2 separate regions of the Oryctolagus cuniculus genome follow, and region 1 is linked to region 2. Evidence: chromatin contacts called from public Micro-C data. All regions are on one chromosome and are shown on one strand. Each heading gives the region's core, a stretch centred on a gene start, on an enhancer-like site or on the middle of the called end of the contact. The rest is flanking DNA. Distances are from core to core; before and after follow the strand shown. Region 1 has its middle 79 kb from the start of C1H9orf50. Region 2 overlaps LOC138847518 (a long non-coding RNA gene).

Region 1 (3,709 bases), core at 916-3,415, 86 kb before region 2:
GGGGCAGGGGTGCAGCCAGAGAAGGCGGCCAGAGGCAGCCTGGCCCCAGCCTCCGGGCCTGCGCCTCTCTGCCTGCTCGGGGTTGACCGTGACACCTGCTCAGGACGCAAACGTTTTAGAAAGCATCCTCGCCGGCCGCCTGTGCCGCCGGCCGCCCGCCCCACCCGCCCTGGTGTCCCGGAGCTGTGGCTCCTCTGCTCCCAGGCCTGCCGGGCTCCCGCTTTCCAAGGGCTCTGCAGCCGGGCGGCCTCAGCCGGCACTGCCAGCTCCGCCCTCCTCCCAGCCGCGCCCTCGCCGCCCGCCCGGGCCCTCCGGGTTGCCAAGACCAGCCTGCCCGGTCTCCCGGCCTCTGTGCCCCCGCCCCCTCCCCAGCAGACCCCAGTGCAGCTCGGGGCGCTGGCAGGGAGCCGCGGCGCCGCCTTCCCCGCCTCTCCTCACTCTCCCTGGGGAGCCGTGAGCCCCTCGAGGCTGGGCCCTGCCTTGCTGTCCTGCAAGGGCTTCGCGCGAGAACATCTCTCGTCTTCATGAACGTAAATTGCTTTTCCCAAAGGGAGTCGGGCTCTACGCTAGCACGTCAGGGCTCCCCGCCGCGTGTCCTTGGGGGGTGACCTGCCGTCTCTGAGCCCAGGACACCTGGAGGACAGCCCAGCACCGTGGCACCGGCAAGGGGCGGCCGGCACCCGTTCTCTGTACTTGGCCTTGTCCTAGCCTCCTTCGGACTTGTCCGAGCTTGGGCCAGGCTAGGACTCCACGCCCGGCTCTTCCCACTCCAACGCTTCCTTCCCTCTGTGTGTCTGGTTTGCAGACACAGGAGACCAAGGTCGAGAGAGCCCACGCTGACCGCCCAGGGTCACGAGGCCCCGCGGGAGTGAAGCCAGGAAGGACCTGCCCCCTCCCCTGCCCGCTGCCCAGCGGTGACCCAGGCAGAGGCCTGGCGGGCCTGGTGCTTTCCCCAGGTGAGGCTGTGCCATGCCTACCCGGGCACTGGTAGGGCTTTCCCCCCCACTCCCGGGGGTGCAGGGGAGCTCAGGCGGGGGCAGAGCCAGTGGCTGCTGACCACAGACCACCGCCAGCCTTTGGCGGTGCTGCAGCAGCGCTGGGCGGGGGAGGGGCAGCGCTCCCCTCCCCCAGCCCCCAGGGCCGCCAAGAACATCTGGGGGCCCTCCCCAGCCCTGGCCCTGCGCAGCCTGCCCAGCTGCGTCTCTGAGCCGCACCCAAACTCTTCCCAGCTTTGCCAGGGAGACTGGAAACTTCTGCTCAGCAGCTTGGCTTGGGGTGATTTCGACACCGGCTCGGCGGGGGGCTGGGGGGCGGGTCCTGGGAAATCTCAACAAACAACAGCGCGGCGGCGGCGCACTCGCCATGTGCCAGGCTCTATGCTAAGCCCAGGCCTGCAGAGCCTCATGGAATCTTCCAGAACCCAGGAGAGGCTGGCGCCGAGCAGCCAGAGGGGGCGCGGGTGACTCGGGGTGGGGGGTGAAGGCCACACAGCTGGGAGCATGCAGGGACATCCGGGTCACCAACCAGCTGGGGGGGACAAGCGGTGCTGGGCTGGGGGTCCCTGAGGGAAACCCAGGTGCACAGAAGCCCACTGCGGCAGGCGCAGCAACTCCACAGTGCAAGGGGCGGGCCGCTGCTGGTCGGGGAGTCTCCAGCTCCGATCCCGGGCGCCCTGGGGTCGTGGGTGCCCCTCACTCCGGACCCCGCCTCCCCACGCCTGCCCGGCGCGGGGACCAGAGAAGCTAAGGGGCCCCCGCCCCCGTGCCTCCAACCAGCGCGCAGTCCTGAGCCAGGCCGAGGGACGCCCCGAGCAGACGGCGAGCTGCGGGGCGACCCCGCCAGGGACGACCCTAGTTGTGCTGGGGCCCCGCCCACCGGTAAAGGAGCGCTTCCTGCAGGGGGGCGGGGGCCGGCACACACGCCCCCCCGCCCAGCCCGCCCGGGGCTGCGTGCAGGGCGCGGCGCGGGCCCCGGCGCCCAGTTCAGCGGAAAGGAATGCGGCGCTCGGCGCGGGAGGCCGCCCGCCCGGGCCCCCTGCACTGCGGCGCGGGGGCCGGCTTCGCCCCCTCCCGGCCGCCGCCGCCGCCGCCAGACCCTCGCCCGGAGCCGGTGCGCGCGCCCTGGCCCAGTCCGCGGGAGCGCGCCGCGCCCCTCCCCGCCCCCCGCGCTGCGCGCCACCCCTCCCCCCTCCATAACTCAAAAGCTTGTCAGGCGGGTTCCAGACTCCTGGCGCCGGGCTCCGCTCCAGGAAAGAAAAAAAAAAAAAAAAGGAAAGAGAAAAAAGGGGGGAAAAAGCCGGCCCGCGGAGCGCAGCAGTGAGCCCGGGCACGCACAGCCCAGCGGCCCGCGACCCCCGCCCGGCCCGAGCCGGGGACCGCCACCCGGGGGGCGCGGGGCTGGCGCGCCCCGCAGAGCCCTGGTTTCTGGGCGAATCAATTATTCAGCGGGCCTGGGCGGGGAGGGGCGAGCCAGGGCCGGGGAGGGGGGGGCGGCGGCCGCGGAGACCCCCGCCTCGCCTGACCCCGCGGCCGGGCTCTCCCGCTGGGCCCCGCGGCGTCCCCACGCGGGGGTCCTGTTGTGAGAAAGCTGCCTCGGGGTGGGCTCCCGGAGGCGCGCGGGGGATCCTGCGGAAGCGGGAGAGACAGCGCCGGGGCCGCCCCTAGAGCTGGGGGAGGGGAGCCGCGCACCGGGAAAGGGGGAGGGGGCGTGGGAAGAGCCTGGCCTCCAAGTCTCAGCTTCCGGCCGTGCCCGCGGCAGGGGGCGGCGTGGGGAGGGGTGGGGGCAGGCCCCCCCCTCCCATTGCTGGGCGGCCTCAGGCTGGGGCTCGCCCTCTCTGAGCCCAGACTTGCTCCTCTGCAGAGTGGAGACTTGAGGAGGTGGGGGTGGGGCGCGGGAGCTGGGGGCGTGTTTGGGGGCTCCGGAGGCCCCCCTGTTGGAAGCCACAGCTGGCAGACAAGCCCAGGACCCCCCATGCTCCCCACGCCGGCTCTCAGCCGTAAGTCCTGGGTAACCTGCAGCCTGCCTTGGGGTCAGACGTTGGAAGGTCAGTCTCAAAGGCAGGTCAACCCCAGGCCACTGCCCCAGGGCCCTCAGCCTGCCTTCTCCAAGGGTCACACACAGGCAGCAGTGGGGGAGGGGCAGTTGCAGGAGCCGCACCCTCAAACCCTCTCCCCTCCCTCCCGGTCCATTCTTCCCGCCTCCAGTCTGGGCCTCAGAGGTCTGGAGCCCCGCGCCCTGGGACCCTGCCCGGCTTGGAAGTCACCTCTGCAGGTGCACACAGCCTTTTGCGGAGCTGGGCCAAGGTCACCCAGGTAGAGAGGACAGAGCTGGGCTTTGAGCCCAAGCGGCCTGCACAGGCACTGCCTGCCTCCCCGCACGGAACACTGCGCGCGCCCCAGCCCCGGCAGCGCCGTCCCCACCCGCGCCGGCCCTGGCAAGGTCAGCCAGGACCGCCTCTGCCGCCGGCCGGAGCTGCCCAAGGCCCCGGGCTGCGTCCATGCCGGCAGCCACGTGGTTCCAACCCCGCAGTTCCCCCAGCGAGAACACCAGCAGCTGAGCTGGAGGGCCTGGGGGCCGGAGGGGCCTCCTGGGTCAAGACCCCGCCGGGACTCGGGACTCGGCAGTGGAGGCCGCTCCCGCGGGTGTGGCTCCAGCACCGTCCAAGCCTGGGACCCCAAGGGGCCAAACACCGCATCTGAACCAAGCCCCT
Region 2 (4,024 bases), core at 1,189-3,688:
CTGCCTGGTGGCCGGGCAGGTGGGAGGAGCAGGGGCGGGGCTCCTCTCAGCAAATTCGGAGTGGGCACACGCGTGCACACGCGCGCACACGCACCACATCCACAGGGCAGAGCGGGCGAGGTCGGGGGTCAGACAGCGCCCTGGCAGGGCCCGCCTCCCCACCCACACCCCCCCCCCCGCCCCGTCGCCCTTCCCAAGGTACTTCGCTTGGCCGGGCCTCAGTTTCCCCAACTGCACAAACTCCTCTGGCCAGAGCGAGGCTGAATGACATCACCTCTATAAAGTTAGGCGCCCAGGACGGCGGCAGTGGGGGCGGGGCTTCCCGCACGGACCCCAGCCCGCGCCCCCTCCTCTTCCACTCCCCCTCCCTACCCCGGGCCCCGCTAGCTGCTCCGCTGCCGAGCGCGGCCGCGGCTCTCCCAAGGTGACCGTGCGGGCTCCCTCCCCCCGCAGCCCCGGGCCCCGCATCCCTCCCCCGCCCCCAGCCCCCACGGTTTTGCATATATTAAAATCTCTCCTCTGTGGGTTCTCGGTCTTCTCCCCACCCCCACCCCCCAAAAAAAAATGAGCGGGAGAAGTGACACAGCCGCCGCGCGGCGCGGCCCCCGCACCCATCCGTCAGGGCCGCCCGCCCGTCGCTCGGAGCGCGGCGCGCGCCCAGGACGGCCGCGCTAATGGGCGCCGCGTGTGGCTGCGGCGGCGGCGCGGCCGGCATTTGCATACATATTAAACGGAGCAGTAAAAAATGCAGACACGCAAACCATTTGGACGGCTCCTCGGCGCAGAGCCCGCCAGGAAATCAATCTTCTGGCTTCTTAAAGGAAACCTGCTCGGGAGGAGGTGGCGACGCGGGGCAGCGCCGCGAGCGGGGTGGGGGTGGGGGCTGCTCTGTCCATCTGTCCACGCCAGCCGGCGGGGGGGGGTCCTTCTCGGCGGGCGAGGAGCCGCCACCGGGCGGCACCGCCCTCCGCCTCCGCCAGCGGCCTGCCCTGGGGAAAGAGGCTGTCACTCCGGGGTCCCGGGGGTCCCGGGGGCGCTGCCCCCACTTTGCCACGCCCCCTCCAAGCCGCCCAGCCCAGGTGGCCCGGCCCTTTCTTCTGGAGCTGCGAACACAGGTCCTGGAGCCAGCTGGCCTGCGTTCCCCGCCAGCCTGGGCGGCCTCAGAGCTGGGCGGCCCCGGACAAGTGCACCGGCCTCTCTGTTCCTTCCTCGGAGGGGTCAGCCTGGCCAGCACTTGGCTCACCGACCGGGTTCTGTGCCTCCTCACCTGTGAAAGGGGTGTTTTGGATCTGTGTAGAGGGGAATGTGACACAGAACCCCGGGATCACGGGGAGATGGGGGAGGGGTTCCCAAGGTGGCACCTCTGGGGGGGGGCGCTGGCGAGAGTGAGTGCCAACACCCAGAGAGGCCCCCCAACGGCCCCCAGGTCCACAGGACCGGGCGAGTCCTTCCGGGTCCAGCCCACCCAGCCCCAGTCTCTGAACTCCACTCCGGCAGAGCAGGGAAGTCAGGGCCCCCCACCCCGGCAGAGGGAGGGGCTCGGCCACCCCCAGCTGTGCGCTAGGACAGAGTAAGACACTCCCTTAAAAGGCACCCGAGGGAGGGAGGAAGAGGAAGAGGAAGCGGGGGAGGGGCCCAGAGCCAGGCTGGGGGCGTGCGCTGAGGGTCGGGGCTGCACCCAGCCCAGCGGGAGCCACCACCCTGTCTCAGATCCTGGGGCCCGGTGCAGAGGAGCGGCGAAGGGGGTCTTTGCCCTGAGGTGGGGAGGTCCCCGCGGCTCAGAGCTTCACCTGCCGCTGTGTGCGCGTGTGTGCGCGCGTGTGCGTGTGCACACCGTGCACCGCTGCAGCGTGGGCACAGAAGGCCAAACCCAGGCTGTTGCCCAATTCTCTGGTGCCTCCCAGGCTGTGTGACGTCGGCTGAGGCCCCGGCCTCTCTGGGCCGAGCTGCCCGCTCCCCGCCCGCTCTCTCCGGCCCTCCGTGGCGACCCCAGGGCCCCGGCGGGCGGGGGTGGGGTGGGCGGAAGCCGGCGGGCGGGGGAGGCGGGAGGGGCTGGAGTTACAGGAACCGGCGGGGCGATTGCTCAACCGGGGACCGGCCCGGCGGCCGCCGCCGCCCGCCCGCGTGGCTGCATTGCACGCATTCCTCGCCAACGCCGGCTGCGGCGGCCCCGGAAGGGGGAGCTGCCGCAGACACAGCACGAGGCCGCCAGGAACAGTTAACCCTTTCCTCGCCCCTCCCAGGCAGGGTCTGCAGGCGGCGGGGCCGGGGGTGGGCGCGGGCTGCCGCCAGGCCCCCTCCCGTGTTCCGGAGGAGCGGCTCAGGTGGCCCCCGCAGGCCCTGCCCCAGCGTGCGCGGGACACGGGGCTGGGCTGGGCTGGGGGTCCTGCCACCGAGGGGAAGGAAGGGCAGGACCCACCGGAGCCAGAGCTGGCGTCCCTGAACTGGGCAGGGGGGCTTCCTGGAGGAAGCGACATTTCGGGAGCCAGTGGGGGAGGGGGAGAGAGGGGAGGGAGAGCGGGCGTTGGGGCTGCTCCCAGCCTGGACAGTCAGTGAGGAGCCGCGGGAGGGTTCGTGGGGAGAGAGACGCGGTCAAGTTCAGCTCCGGGCGCTCAGATCTCAAGCGGAAGCAGCCGGCACGTCGCTGTGCGCAAACCACATTCACTCCATGAACACCTGAGCCACGCCAAGGTGCCACCAACAGGACACGCTTCAAATGGCAGCCTGACGGCCGGCCGGCGCTCGGCCAGAGGTGGCCGAGCCTGCTCCCCCTTCCGGGGGGGTCAGCACCCCCAACTCCTGCTTGCAGCCGGGGCGCAGTGCAGGCACGGAGGAAGCGTTGAACTCCCAGGCTGGGACGACCTCCGCCCACAGGGGCTCACAGACGCCGCGCTGGCCCGGGCACAGGGGAGCCGCTGAGCACCACACAGCACCTGCCCGACGACCCTGGTACCCACACAGGAGACCCCGAGCTCTCTGAGGACCCCCAACCAAGCCCCTCCTCTCCCGGGGCCTCAAGTCCCCTCCAAGGGCAGAGAGAGGAAGACACAGATTCAAGTTCAGAAAACCCAGGGCTGCCTGGAGCCCCCGCACCCGGCTTACTGGGGGGGGGGAGTCTGCGCCCAAAACAACCTCAAAACAAAGAGCCCAGAGAAACTTCTAGACTGGGTCTAGAAGCCTGTCCCTACAGGCTGGAAAGGGGCTCTGGGCCCTGCCTACCCTCCCAGCCCCCCCTCGCCAGCACCCCGCTGGGGGCTGGGGGTCCTCCATCCAGGCCTGAGCTCGGTGGGTGGGGTCAGAGCGCTCCACTCCATGCTGGGAAGAGAGGCTGGACACAGAGCCCCGACACCCTATGTTGGGGGCAGCAGATGTAGCCAGAGGACCCCTAAGTCCTGCTGAGATGTCCCAGGGGAAGCCCACCCAGGACGGCTCCTCCTGAAAATCTGCCCCAACCCAGCAGCTGAGCGTGCACAACCCCCCCCCCACTGCACCTCAGTGGCTCCTGCCACACTGCTGGGGTCACCCCTGCACAGCACCCACGGGCTGTTTCCTGGCTGGGGGTCTGCTCTGTCACTCTTGCAGGCAATAGAACTTTGGCAGATTCCCCGGACCCAGGGTGCGCCCACGGCTCGCAGGCAGGAGGCTCGCGGGACCCCAGCCCACCCCTGCTCCCGGCTTGCCCGTGTCCTAATCCCACCCTGAACCTGGAATGTTACTGTATCTCATCTTCTCAGCATTTAGCTTTGCAGGTTTGATCTTCAGGGGTTCACCTGCATCCCCGAGTTTCCTCGCTGAACTTCCGGAGGCCAGCGCTGTGTGTGCCGCCGTAGCTGTCTTATGCACACGCACCCCTCAGCACGGGTGGCGCTGCCTGCGTGGAGGCCAGGCCTGCACAGCCCGTGACACCTGCAAGTCACCTGGCCAGCCTGAGCCCCCGCAGGGGCAGCCGACCTGGCCCGGGCTCTTCCTCCTCCGCTCACGGCACAGGCTGACGGCTCACCTTCTCAAAGGTGCTCACGTCCAC

What was found. Hi-C and Micro-C count contacts between places; a contact is called where the count stands out from the background.
Region 1: a Micro-C map of ear pinna shows a contact between it and region 2, with 4 times the contacts expected there. The contact joins two enhancer-like sites. A contact is called at or near these places in 2 of 6 Hi-C or Micro-C datasets (ear pinna and an unstated tissue).

What each region holds. Positions count from the first base shown.
Region 1 is chr1:232,458,052-232,461,760 of mOryCun1.1, reverse strand. No RefSeq gene overlaps it. Among named protein-coding and RNA genes, the nearest start is that of C1H9orf50, 79 kb to the left of the region's middle. Within about 2 kb of position 2,165, at least 5 of the 8 cell types and tissues checked have an H3K27ac peak or open chromatin away from gene starts, as enhancers often do. A contact at or near this core is called in ear pinna, where this site is marked.
Region 2 is chr1:232,372,090-232,376,113 of mOryCun1.1, reverse strand. All of the region lies in intron 2 of LOC138847518 (a long non-coding RNA gene), which reads right to left. Among named protein-coding and RNA genes, the nearest start is that of IER5L, 95 kb to the right of the region's middle. Within about 2 kb of position 2,438, at least 5 of the 8 cell types and tissues checked have an H3K27ac peak or open chromatin away from gene starts, as enhancers often do. A contact at or near this core is called in ear pinna, where this site is marked.